Linked DNA regions of Ovis aries: region 1 is linked to region 2. The links are chromatin contacts, called in public Hi-C maps. All regions are on one chromosome and are shown on one strand. The core of a region is the stretch at or near the end of the contact, and the rest is flanking DNA. Distances in the headings are between cores, read along the strand shown. Region 1 has its middle 43 kb from the start of HNRNPA3. Region 2 has its middle 190 kb from the start of TRNAW-CCA.

Region 1 (6,206 bases), core at 514-3,013, 420 kb after region 2:
CATTGTGTTTGCTATACAGAATTAAAAGAAAATATTTATTTATTTATTTGGCTGTGCCAGGTTTTAGCTGTGGCATGTGGGATCTAGTTCCCTGACCAGGGATCAAATCCCAGCTTCTGGCATTGGGAAGTTGGAGTCTTTGCCACTGAATCAAAACAGAAGTCCCATGCTATACAGAATTTCTGACATGTCCCTCAAAGTTTATTTTCACCTTCTGAATGTTCCCTTCTGCATCAAAGTCAGCCAGGTGTCCTTTGAAAAACATTCATGAAGATTTCAACTGGAAAACCAAAACATCATTAGCACAAATATTGGTTGGTGTTAGAGACCACATTCTGTCCTGTTTCATTTCTGGAACCTTATTGGGAGACTAAAGGTCGATGATTCACTGCTATCTTAAGGGAAAACTCGGCTCAGGAAAGGATTTATGTCTGTGGCCCTGTGAGGTGCCACAGGTATATGTTTGATTTGGGGAAGGACTCGCTTAAAAGTACAGAGTGAGTGATTGATAGTTGCTCATTCATGTCCAATTCTTTGCTACCCAATGGACTGTAGCCTGCCAGGCTTCTCTGTCCATGGAATTCTCCAGGCAAGAATACTGGGGTGGGTTGCCATTCCCTTCTTTAGAGGATCTTCCTGACCCAGGAATCAAACCCAGGTCTCCTGCACTGTAGGCAGATTCTTTACCATCTGAGCTATCAGGGAAGCCCTGAATGAATATTACCTAACCCACTCAGGTATTCTTGCCTGGAGAATCCCATGGACAGAGGAGCCTGGTGGGCTACAGTCCACGGGGTCACAAAGAGTCGGACACGACTGAGCAACTTCACTTTCACTTTCAAAATGTTTACAAGTCAAACTATGTATCTTTTTGAAATTGCATCATTTCACTGTAGTTTTGTCTGAATTCAACTTCTCTTGCCAAAATAAGTTGTGTCTGTCATTTTTCTAATTGCAAAAATGAATATATATGAATATGAAACATTCCAAATGAAAAAATATTTTCCAAGGCAGCGTATATTTTGAATTTTCCAAGTACTTGTCCCACCCAGAGCTACATCTCAGCGTATCTTATTTGCATATCTATAGTTTCTGTCCTGAACCAAACAAATATACTGTTTCCTGTTCTTTTGTCCAGGGGCTGGTTTTCCTAAAATGAGCAATTGTGTGTTTAGATGGCTGATCAGTTCCTCCTGACAGATCTGCAGCCATGGAAGTGTCTGGAAGCACAGGATGAGGTAACTGAAAGCTGGTCTCTTGGAGCCAGGAAGTGGAAATTTGAAGCTAGTTACAAGAGAGGAAGATGTAGGAGTTAATTAGGAGCTAAAGCTGTAAAGTCCCTTTCTGTGTGTGACCCTGATGTATCAGACATTTCTCTCTTAGACTAAAGGCATAGTAAAAAAAAAAAAAGCCACTTTATTTAGATTAACAGAGCATTATATAACCGGAAAATTTTACAGTTTTATGTGTATAGTGAATAGTTTGTAAAGGAAAAGACTTCCCCTCTGTTTATTGTTTGGATAAGGGGGGAAAAAAAAAAAAGCAACCCACCAATTGTTTAATGAGGCATCTCTCTTTTTTTGAAGACAATAGCTTGGAGGCATAAAATTGGGTTATTTTAATCGGAATCGCAGCTCCTATGTTACTGCTTTTCACAGTTAAAATCATTTCCTATTTTCCTGGGAAAGCTCTGGTCAGTTTGAAAACGTCTTTGTTAATTAGCAAGCTATGACGCAATGCATCTATATATCTTTAGAGCTCTGGCGCCAGCTAGTGGTAGAATAGGGAAGACGCGTGGTTCGCTCCCAAATTGGAGAAGCGGCTGTCATCTTGTTGTCTCACCTTAACCATCATTCTTCCGCATTCCCCAGCGGTCCGTCCCGACACCCACCCGCCCCCCGCCGTCCGTCAGTACAACAGGGGATCATTGCAGTGTGGCCAGAGTAGGGCAGACCAGATTACAGCTGAAAGGAGAGGAAAGTGGTGAGCAGGGGCTCAGAGAGGAAAAGCCAGATGAATGCAATCGTTATTCCAAAGGGTTTGAGAAGCGATCATTCATTTGAAGTACTCTTGCCAGGTTGGTGCAGCAGCTCAATCTTTTGCCACTGGATGTTTAGCCTTTTGTTTTTCATTTATATGTATATGCTGCTGCTAAGTCGCTTCAGTCGTGTCCGATTCTGTGCGACCCCATAGATGGCAGCCCACCAGGCTCCCCCGTCCCTGGGATTCTCCAGGCAGGAACAGTGGAGTGGGCTGCCATTTCCTTCTCCAATGAGTATATAATTAGAACACGTACTAACTATGGAGTTTCACCACAAACACAGCACTGATAACAGACACGTTGTAGGCCTAAATTTGTGTTCATTTTTAAGCAGCGAATATTTCTACTGTGAATAGGCTCTGCTACCTTCATACTGGTACAACTCAAAGATGAAAAACTCTCAAATGGTTAATAAAGCAGAAACCTCTTAAGATGATACTTGTAGCTGGTACACCATGAAAAAATGTAAAAATTCCAGGCAAAAGACACTTTATTTGGATTGCATGAAGTAAATTTAGTCTTGAAGCCCAGTGTGCTCTTCAGTTGAAATAGGTTCTGATGATTTGCAGGAAAACTGAAAACATGCAGTATTTATTTTAAGAACAAAGAATCTTTGGCAGGCCATTTTTCTCATTTAATTAGGCCATAACTGATCTTACTAGGGTTATGGAGGGACTTTAAATGCTAATAAATAAAGTCTAAAGCTGAGACATTTCTTTCATTAAATAGCAGAAACTGTTTATAACTCTATGATTGCTAAAATCAATTACTAGTACTAATATTCAAAGTGAAATTTACTATGAAAACAAGTTGAAGCTTTTGAAGAACTTTCCTTTTTAAATGTCATTTGTATGTCTGTATCTATCAGTTATAGATAATAATAATCTGATCTGCAATTTTTTGTAATATTTTTGGAAGGCAGATATAATTTAGAGAAAGTTTCAGGCAGGAAGAATTGTCACTCTTACCTGGGAGTCTAATTTATGTTACTGTGCTTTTGGGGAGATATACTTAAAATCTTCTCTATGTGAGATAGATGGTGAAATAGCTGGTCATGGTTTTGCTCTGGGAAATTTACATAAGCTACTATTTTAAGCTTATACTTTTGCTAAAAGCTGCATATTTCATATTAAAAATTACCTAACCTTATTAGTCAAGTTAAAGTGTAGATGTGTTCTGTTTGATTTTAAACATCTTATAACTTTTAGTGAATAATAAGACCCTGGTTAAAAATCTTAAAATCTTTAGTTGTTCTGGTCTCCTTTGTGTCTCTTTTATCTTTTTCTTGAGATGGAAGTTGAGTTTATATAATTGAATACGAGTTTCAAATCAGTGGGCTTCCCTGGTGACTCGGGGTAAAGAATCCGTCTGCAGTGTGGGAGACCTGGGTTTGATTCCTGAGTTGGAAAGATTGCCTAGAGAAGGGAATAGCTACCTACTCCAGTATTCTCACCTGGTGAATTCCATGGACTGTATAGCCCATGGGGTTGTAAAGAATTGGACACAACTGAGCGACTTTCACTTCAAATCAGTACCTGAAAAGGATTTGTAAAAGAAAATTAACACAAACAAGGCTCTTTTAATAATAGGGCTTCCCTGGTGGCTCAGTGGTAAAGACTCCACCTGCAATTCAGGAGCCACAGGAGACCCAGGTTGGGTCCGTAGGTTGGAAAGGTCCTCTGGAGGAGGGCATGGCAACCCACTCCAGTATTCTTGCCTGGAGAATCTCATGCTCTCGTGTACAGAGGAGTCTGGAGGGCTACAGTCCATAGAGTTGCAAAGAGTTGGACATGACTGAGCAGCAGGGCAGCTTTCAATGACAGTAGATTAATTGAAACGGAAAAGAATGATAGAATTTAATTGTCATAAAAGTTTGAGAGTTACAAGATAAGATAGTTTACGTGCTCTTAAAACATCTTCATAGTATGTGAGTATGTATGTACTTATTTTAAATGCTGAGTTTGTGATTAGGTCTATCTTAAAAACTGTTAAATGGTTGCCTTAAAATATTTTGAGGCTTATTATAATCCTTATGTAACTTCCCATATGGTGCCAAGTAAATGCTTTGAAATGTCATTCCATCATAATTTGAAATTTATTCATACAGATTTTAAGATTTAGCATTTGAATTTAATTTCTTACTACTTTTTGATATTATAAAAGTAGAAATTAACTCTGTATTGCAAAATGGATGCATTTGAAGGAAGGAAGGAAGACATACCTGGATGTACATATATATATATATTTTTTCCTCTTTAGAGATTTCTCTGATGACTTTGTAATCATGATATCAACAAATAGCCAGTTCACTCAATTTGCTTCCTCCTTTCATTTGAAATAGTCTATAAAATTTTTACAAAAGCAATACAGGTTGGATATCATTTTTAGTCATTGGTGTCCCTGAATGTGACAACATGAAAACAAATTTACAAGTGAGTGCACTCACACCTCATTCGGATATTCATATTTGAAAAGACAAGGTGTACTAAAAAGCATACTTACGAATAGTTAAATGTTGGTTTGGCCTCCAGATTACACGGTTGCTGAACAGCACAAACTCCCCTCACAGAGCAACGCTGGAGCCCTCTGCAGACCTCCCTGTTAGGAGATTCTGGCACAGTGAAGGGGGCACACATCTGCCAGCATACAGATGGCTCTCCTCATTAGCCTGCAGAACTCCGAGCAGCCATCACGGAGGAGGCTTGGGATCTCTCTTGGAAAAGACGTTAAGCTAGCCTCCTGTTCAATGTCATTACGGTTTCTCTGAAATAATCTCCTTAGTATGCCCTGTTGGGCTTGAGCTAGTCTATGCGTCTCACTTGCAGAGATTTGAGATTGTGGCACTGAGGCCAATTCGCCAAAGGGCATTATACGGTTTTCAGATTTGACGAAGCTCCACACAGCAAGTCAGATCTGGAACACTCCTTCATCTAAACGCAGGACTGTCTTGCTGCTCCCCAGAAGCTCATCAGAGTAGCTTTTGGAATTCCAGGCAATGCTCACCTTCATGTACCTGCTTATTTATTACAATCAATGCATCAACAGTCTCTTTTTCTTCTCTTCCCCTCGACCCACTGATTTATTGACATAATGGCATTTTAATTTTGTTTTGTTTACTCTTTGTTTATGAATCAACCTTAAAATCAGGGCATCAAGCTCTGGCATCCGGAAATGTTAGTTAAGTTTAGCAGTAGAAACAGCAGGGGGAGCCCATAGTGTTTTATGCTCGGCAGTTTCTCTGGCTGGATTATTATTATAATAATTATTGTAGTTGTTGTTTTACATTTATAACAAAGATGTTTACAGTCCATATGCATTTATAACAGTTAGAATACAGACAGTCTCCATGTGCTGGACTATTACACGTTTAAGGCACAGAGGGTCCAATTTTATTCTTTAATTATATGGAATTATTAGGATACTGCTAGGAATAATTGATAGGCAAGAATTTGACAGTGAGAGTTTTCTTTTCTCTCTTTAATCCAGGGAAAATTTTTTTTAGAATTCTTTTATTTCTTGAAAAATGAAGTCAGCTAAAATCTTTATGTGATCTCCGTGGCTCTTCTCTGGCCTTTAACGCCTCGCCCCACCACCCCAAAATAAAGCTTACAAGTTAAAATATACCATCCGACATATATTTGAGATTGTGATGGTGAGAACACACAATCAGTGTGTGTTCTAATATGACTCATACTTAATTTTCCCTTCAGTTCAGGAAGTTAATAAAATGCAAAAGCCCAGTGGCCTTTGTTTTCTTATGCTTGATGAGGTCCTTGGGTCAGTAGGTTTTCACTATGTAAAATAATTCACAATATCTGGATGACTTTTTTACTCTGTAAACAGCCATTGTAATGTCTCTGGGCATACATTTTATATATTGTAGCCCATTCCAGATTATTCTGCTCTATTGGAGGGGAAGGAACTCAAGACTAATACTCTCATATTTGAATTGGTGATTTTGCCCATACTGTCAGAAAAATCACCTCTTAATGTGAGGCTATAATTATGCTAAGAACTGTTTTCTAAATTTAAACAATATCTATTGAATAATTTTTGAATTTCATAAGAAATAGCTTAATACTAAGCATCACCTTGACATTTTCAAGGGTATGGAATATTGGTACAACACATACAGTTCCTTGTAAATGAAGAAAGAATTAATTTT
Region 2 (6,911 bases), core at 2,498-4,997:
ATAAATGACATATGACGAAAGGTTTACCAGCACTCGTGGCAACTGCTCTAAAAAGTTTGTCCACAGAGTATCCAAAGACTCTTAAAGATCTTGTCAAGACTTTCCAGGAAATTACTGGCTGGTTAGTATTTCTGTCTCTGCTATACATGGTGTGAACCTATTCTGTGAAGACTCAACCTCTTGGTCTCAGTTATTCCAAATTTGCCAAAGTCATCTCCTATAATTTATGTAGTTCATATACCAGAAAGGAGACTATATACGTTGGAGACTAGAAGACATTTAAATTCATCTTTAAGTCAGGAAATGCAACATATGTATCACAAGAGATGGTTACATCCTAATATTATAAAGTAAAAGCTTCAGGAATTGGGACTTCCTGGTGGTCCAGTGGCTAAGACATGGAGCTCCCAATGCAGGGGGCCCAGGTTTGATCCCTGGTCAGGGAGCTAGATCCCACATACCACACCTATGAGTCTGCAGGCTGCAAGTAGAAAAGACCCACATGCTGCAACTAAGACCCGGTGCCACAAGCAATCTTTTTTTAAAGTTTCAACAATCGAATCGTAACAGGAACAACTGGGAACTAATCAAAGTTAGATGTGTTTCTATAGTAAAGGAAACCATAAACAAATGAAAAGACAACCAATGAAACGGGAGAAAATATTTGCAAATGATGTGACCTATAAGGGCTTAATTCCCAAAATATGCAAACAGCTCATACAGCTCAACAACAAAAAACCAAACAACCCAATCAAAACATGGGCAGAAGAAATAAGTAGACATTTCTCCAAAGAAGACAACATATGGATGGCCAGGAGGCACATGAAAAAATGCTCACCATCACTAATTATTATGGAAATGCAGATCAAAACTAAAATATCTGAGGCTCACAGATATTACTAGACTAGTCCTAGAACAAATAGAGGCCATACCAGGATGAGAATACAGAGCTTCTGGCTCAACTCTTGTGCTCTTTCCAATCGACCTCACTCCACTTCTTAGGTACTTTTTTTCCCGCAAATTATTCTGACTCTATCAATGTTAAGCATTTCTTTTTCCAGAGCCATGACTTACTACTTCCATTGTTGCTGATTATTTAATATAATATTTAATATTTATAATATCTTATAAGTGGTTTTAACTGGTTTTAGTTGAGTTCGGTTCAGTCGCTCAGTCGATTTCGACTCTTTGCAATGCCATGAACCACAGCACACCAGGCCTCCCTGTCCATCACCAAACCCGGAGTTTACTCAAACTCATGTCCATTGAGTTGGTGTTGCCATCCAACCATCTCATCCTCTGTCGTCCCCTTCTCCTCCTGCCCACAATCCCTCCCAGCATCAGAGTCTTTTCCAATGAGTCAACTCTTCACATGAGGTAACCAAAGTACTGGAGTTTCAGCTTTAGCATCATTCATTCCAATGAAATCCCAGGACTGATCTCCTTCAGAATGGACTGGTTGGATCTCCTTGCAGTCCAAGGGACTCTCAAGAGTCTTCTCCAACACCACAGTTCAAAAGCATCAATTCTTCGGCGCTCAGCTTTCTTTACAGTCCAACTCTCACATCCATACGTGACTACTGGAAAAACCATAGCCTTGACTAGATGGACCATTGTAAGTAACGTCTCTGCTTTTGAATACACTATCTAGGTTGGTCATAACTTTCCTTCCAAGGAGTAAGCATCTTTTAATTTCATGGCTGCAATCACCATCTGCAGTTATTTTGGAGCCCAAAAAATAAAGTCTGACACTGTTTCCACTGTTTCCCCTTCTATTTCCCATGAAGTGATGGGACCAGATGTCATGATCTTCGTTTTCTGAATGTTGAGCTTTAAGCCAACTTTTTCACTCTCCTCTTTCACTTTCATCAAGAGGTTCTTTAGTTCTTCTTCACTTTCTGCCATAAGGGTGGTGTCATCTGCATATCTGAGGTTACTGATATTTCTCCCAGCAATCTTGATTCCAGCTTGTGCTTCTTCCAGCCCAACGTTTCTCATGATGTACTCTGCATAGAAGTTAAATAATCAGGGTGACAATATACAGCCTTGACGTACTCCTTTTCCTATTGGAACCAGTCTGTTGTTTCATGTCCAGTTCTAACTGTTGCTTCCTGACCTGCATACAGGTTTCTCAAGAGGCAGGTCAGGTGGTCTGGGATTCCCATCTCTTTCAGAATTTTCCACAGTATTTCTTGTGATCCATACAGTCAAAGGCTTTGGTGTAGTCAATAAAGCAGTAATAGATGTTTTTATGGAACTCTCTTGCTTTTTCCGTGATCCAGCAGATGTTGGCAATTTGATCTCTGGTTCCTCTGCCTTTTCTAAAACAATTTGAACATCTGGAAGTTCACAGTGCACGTATTGCTGAAGCCTAGCTTGGAGAATTTTGAGCATTACTTTACTAGCGTGTGAGATGAGTGCAGTTGTGCAGTAGTTTGAGCATACTTTGGCATTGCCTTTCTTTGGGACTGGGATGAAAACTGACCTTTTCCAGTCCTGTGGCCACTGCTGAGTTTTCCAAATTTGCTGGCATATTGAGTGCAACACTTTCACAGCATCATCTTTTAGGATTTGAAATAGCTCAACTGGAATTCCATCATCTCCACTAGCTTTGTTTGTAGTGATGCTTCCTAAGGCCCACTTGACTTCACATTCCAGGATGTCTGGCTCTAGGTGAGTGATTATACCATCATGATTTTCTGGGTCATGAAGATCTTTTTTGTATAGTTCTTCTGTGTATTCTTGCCACCTCTTCTTAATATCTTCTGCCCCTGTTGGCTTTGGATGCATCTAATTTGTTCTCTTAGTATGGACCACATTCATCTGGTCTTGTTATAAATATGAATTCCTCCAAACTTGACTCGAATCTCATGCGTGCAGTTATATATTAACATTCACCTTTTAAAATTTACATTGTAAATGCAACAATATTTAATGACTATAGTGGTTTATAATTCAGTATCCATTCCCTACTCCTATTCTGCCCCCACTTCTGCAAGTTTGGTCTAAATGTATGATTCTCAAATGCTTAGCTACAAATTAGAATCACCCACAGAGCTTTTAAAACTCTCAGTACCCTACACTGCATCCTAGGATCTCTGAGGATAGAACCCAGGTATATGTATTTTTCTCAACTTTCAAAATGCAGTTAAGAACCACTCATCTAAGCCTACTGTTGAAATCCCCCTTTTCGTGACTGATTTAGAGAAACCCATGTGAACCAATATTTTCCAAGGCATGGGAAGGGCTGCTGAGAAAGTTTTCTTCATCTCTTTAACAAAAAAAAAAAAAAGGATGTAAGAAGGATTTTTTCTTTCTCTGTGTGTTACAGATGTGAATCTGCTGCCACCATTGTATGACCATCACAGAAACCAATCTAAAGGGTGAGGGTGACTTTGAAGAGGTCAAAGGGAAAGAAAGAACTCGAGTCTTTGATGATATCTTTGAGCCACGGAAATGGTTGTTCTAGAGCCTGACTTACTTCTGGTTCTCCTACACAATGGAAAATATAACTGATTAAATTTATTCGAGCCAGATTTCTCTGTTACTTGTGTCTAAAAGCATCCAGACCACATTCACCATATTTAGGTCATACATTTTGAGCATCGTCCAGGAGGTGATGAATTTTTATCCATATTCCCAACACATTAGTCATCCAGTCGTCCTTGAGATCCAGCAGCATTCCGTAGGCACCAGTGATTCAGTTGGCCTTTGTAAAGACATCGCCTGCAACCTTGACTTCATTAGTGTTAACTGCTCATCCAGTCATTTGAAATTGCAGTGGCTACTCATCAGATTTGGTGTGCCTTCATATTCTTGGGTGAGTGTTCACTTATATAGAAGTACATGAGAATTGTTTTGCCCTGCCCAAATGAACTGCTGTAAGTCTAAAGCCTTGCTCACTGTTTCTTGGCAGAACCACAAGATAAACATCAATGTGTATAGTGACTCATGCGGAAAATATATTCCTCAATTTTAGAATTTCCTCCACATTTATGTAAGAGTGTTTCAGTAAAAGCACAGTTATAATAGAAGAGTAAAGATGAAAATGAAAACAACAGTAGTGTTTACTCATGAACAGTAAACCTATGCGTTAAAGTGAAGCAATCTAATCTTTTCTCCAGTAAGAAATGCTAATCTCCGTACTGCACAGTTTCAGCTTTGGCCCTTTCCAGTTATAAATCTAGTTACAGGGAAAACGTCATAAAAAATAATTACTTTAGTCCTTGATAATCCTCCAGTACTGTATTCCACCTATCTGTCCAACTTATTCTGAATTGTTGGCTTATATCAGTTCTCTACAAGAAAGAGAAAACTCAAATCCAAACCGGATGGTCCATATCACATAGGGGGATTGGGACAGTTGATTTACTAATACAATCTCTTTAAACATCTACTGGGAAAGGTTCTAAGACAGAATTTATTGCCTCCTTCTGCCATCTTTGGGCCTACAAAAAGCGAAGTAAAATCCTTCTATGAAATCTGAAACTCCAGTCCCTGATTTCCTGGCTGATGTCATTTCAAAGGCACAGTATATCCCTGTGATGGCTACAGCGGAAACCTGCCCCTCTATGGGGTCTCCATCTGTTTGCCATCAGAAAGCATCTCTTCAGGGAGCCAGGGTACATGCAAAGCGCCCACTCCTTGCAGGGGTCCTGGAGTCTTGCACTAGTGTTTTTAAAATCAATTGTTGTTAGGATTGAAGATGCTTAAATTTCCCCTTGAATAAGAAAGTATATAGAATCATATTGCTGTAACTTTAGTTTCAATTTATGTTTGAGCTTATCATAGGCTATTTTGTAAAAATTTTCCATATGATTCTGAAACTACTATGTAAGTATTACCAAAAGGAAAATTCAGTCACTGACACGCTTTCCTCTGGGAGAAGAGTTTTCTCTGCACTTATTATAAAACAGCTTGAATTGGGAACATCTCTGAGCTTAAAAATATAAATATTTCTGTCAAAAGGTTATTTATTCACTTATCATTAAGGGTCAACAGAGATGATACAATAGGTTAAACAAAGAAAATCGACGATAATGACAAGAGATTTCAAAACTGATCTTTTTCAGATCAGCTTCAATACAGATAATCCACTGTAAATAACGGGGGTTCATCCTGGCACCAAGTTATGACTAACTGGCAACTGAGCATATTCATCCAGCAATAAATGCATAATCAAGCCCTTTATTCTGGAAGAAACAAAGCTTGGATTAATTCCACAGGAATGTTTAATAAAGGAAAAGATTTCAGGAAGATCAAACTTTTTCTCATCTCCATTCTCCCCTATAGGTATTACAGCTTTCACACTGCCTGAACAAAAACACACTCTCCAGTATATTCTTCAAGGAATCATTTATAAAATGTGTTTCTATACATTGGACTTTCTGTGTTTATGTGCCATTTCCTCAGAGGAGGCTGACTATAAGGATGAAATAGAAATAACATCACTTTTCAATATTCCTCAAGCCTCAATTCCTAGAAAAAGGCAAGAATACAAAGGTCTTTCTATTCATTCTGTCAAATTCCAGTTTGTTTCAATATGCTTTCTTGGAGTTCGATATCAAATGAGGCACAGTCCCCAGTGGGCCATAGAGAGGGAAAGCTTTCCTCACCTCACTGGGGAAAAGGGAATGTGAATGCTGAACCCAAAGACTGAAAAAATGGAAAGGGGATGAAGGAAGACTTCAAGACGGGGGTAGGGCAGGAGGGAGAGGCCAGGTGAAGAAAAGCAATAAACAACTTGCCATTAATGGAAAAACGAAATTATGGTCACTATATTTACACCATTTAAATGAAATATATCTACCTCAGTGTTTTGTAAAGCACTTTATATATGAGATAATTCAATGAGATGAATTTAATTGGCACACAAAAAGAACATTGTTGGGTTTCCCTGGTGGCTCAGCGGTAAAGAACCTGCCTGCCAATGCAGGAGACCTGAGTTCGATCCCTGATCCAGGAAGATTCCACATGCCTTGGAGCAATTAATCCCATGTGCCACAGCTATTGAGCCTGTGTTTTAGAGCTGCGGAGCGGAGCCGCAACTAGTGAGCCCACGTGCCTCAATGACTGACGCCTGCGCGCCCTTGAGCCTGTGCGCTGCAACAAGGAAGCCACTGCGCCGAGAAGCCTGCACGCACAGCTGGAGAGCAGCCCCAGCTCACAGCGACGAGACAGCAGCCCGCACAGCAACAAAGACCCACACAGCCGAAACGAAAGTTAATAATAAAAAATTGTTTATAAAAAGTGGTTTACATCAAAAAATCTACACACACACACACACACACACACGCAACACAGTAAACTTGAAATTTCATGGATTCTATTGCACAGGACGTGATTGAAAGAAAAATATTAAATATTAAGACTGAGTACTTGGCTATGGCAAAAAGCAGCTCAGTGACTTGAATGACTACAGTTTAGAAAACCTTGGTTTAGCAAATGGAGTACAGAATTTCACGTGAAGGTGAGAGAACCATACTCTTCCCTGAGCAAAAATCGGGTTTGTATCCATTTTTGAGGGGCTTCCCTGATGGCTCAGCAGTAAAGAATCCACCTGCAATGTAGGAGACACAGGATTGATCCCTAGGTCAGGAAAATTCCCCTGAAAAAAATCCCATGGACAGAGGAGCCTGGCGGGCCACAGTACAAACAGTCACAAAAAGTCAGACACGACTGAACACACAACATTCATTTTTGACTCAGTGAGTACTTGTCAAGAGGCTTTTATTTTCAGAAAGCTAACTTCACATTTTAACAAAGAGATTTTTGCCACTTATATGAACATTTCCTCAGAAGAATGTTGCTAACAATTTTATGAGAAAAGTTTTAAGCTTTCTAGATCCATATTTCCTTGTCTGAAAAGTTGAGATTCTTAAACTAGCCATTTCTTCATGTTTTTTTGCAAT

What was found. A called contact is a pair of places that touch in the nucleus more often than the background predicts.
Region 1: a Hi-C map of liver shows a contact between it and region 2, with 5 times the contacts expected there. The contact joins two enhancer-like sites. A contact is called at or near these places in 9 of 16 Hi-C or Micro-C datasets (blood, hypothalamus, liver and 5 more).

What each region holds. Positions count from the first base shown.
Region 1 is chr2:132,939,063-132,945,268 of ARS-UI_Ramb_v3.0, forward strand. No RefSeq gene overlaps it. Among named protein-coding and RNA genes, the nearest start is that of HNRNPA3, 43 kb to the left of the region's middle. Within about 2 kb of position 1,764, at least 17 of the 54 cell types and tissues checked have an H3K27ac peak or open chromatin away from gene starts, as enhancers often do.
Region 2 is chr2:132,514,339-132,521,249 of ARS-UI_Ramb_v3.0, forward strand. No RefSeq gene overlaps it. Among named protein-coding and RNA genes, the nearest start is that of TRNAW-CCA, 190 kb to the right of the region's middle. Within about 2 kb of position 3,748, at least 7 of the 54 cell types and tissues checked have an H3K27ac peak or open chromatin away from gene starts, as enhancers often do.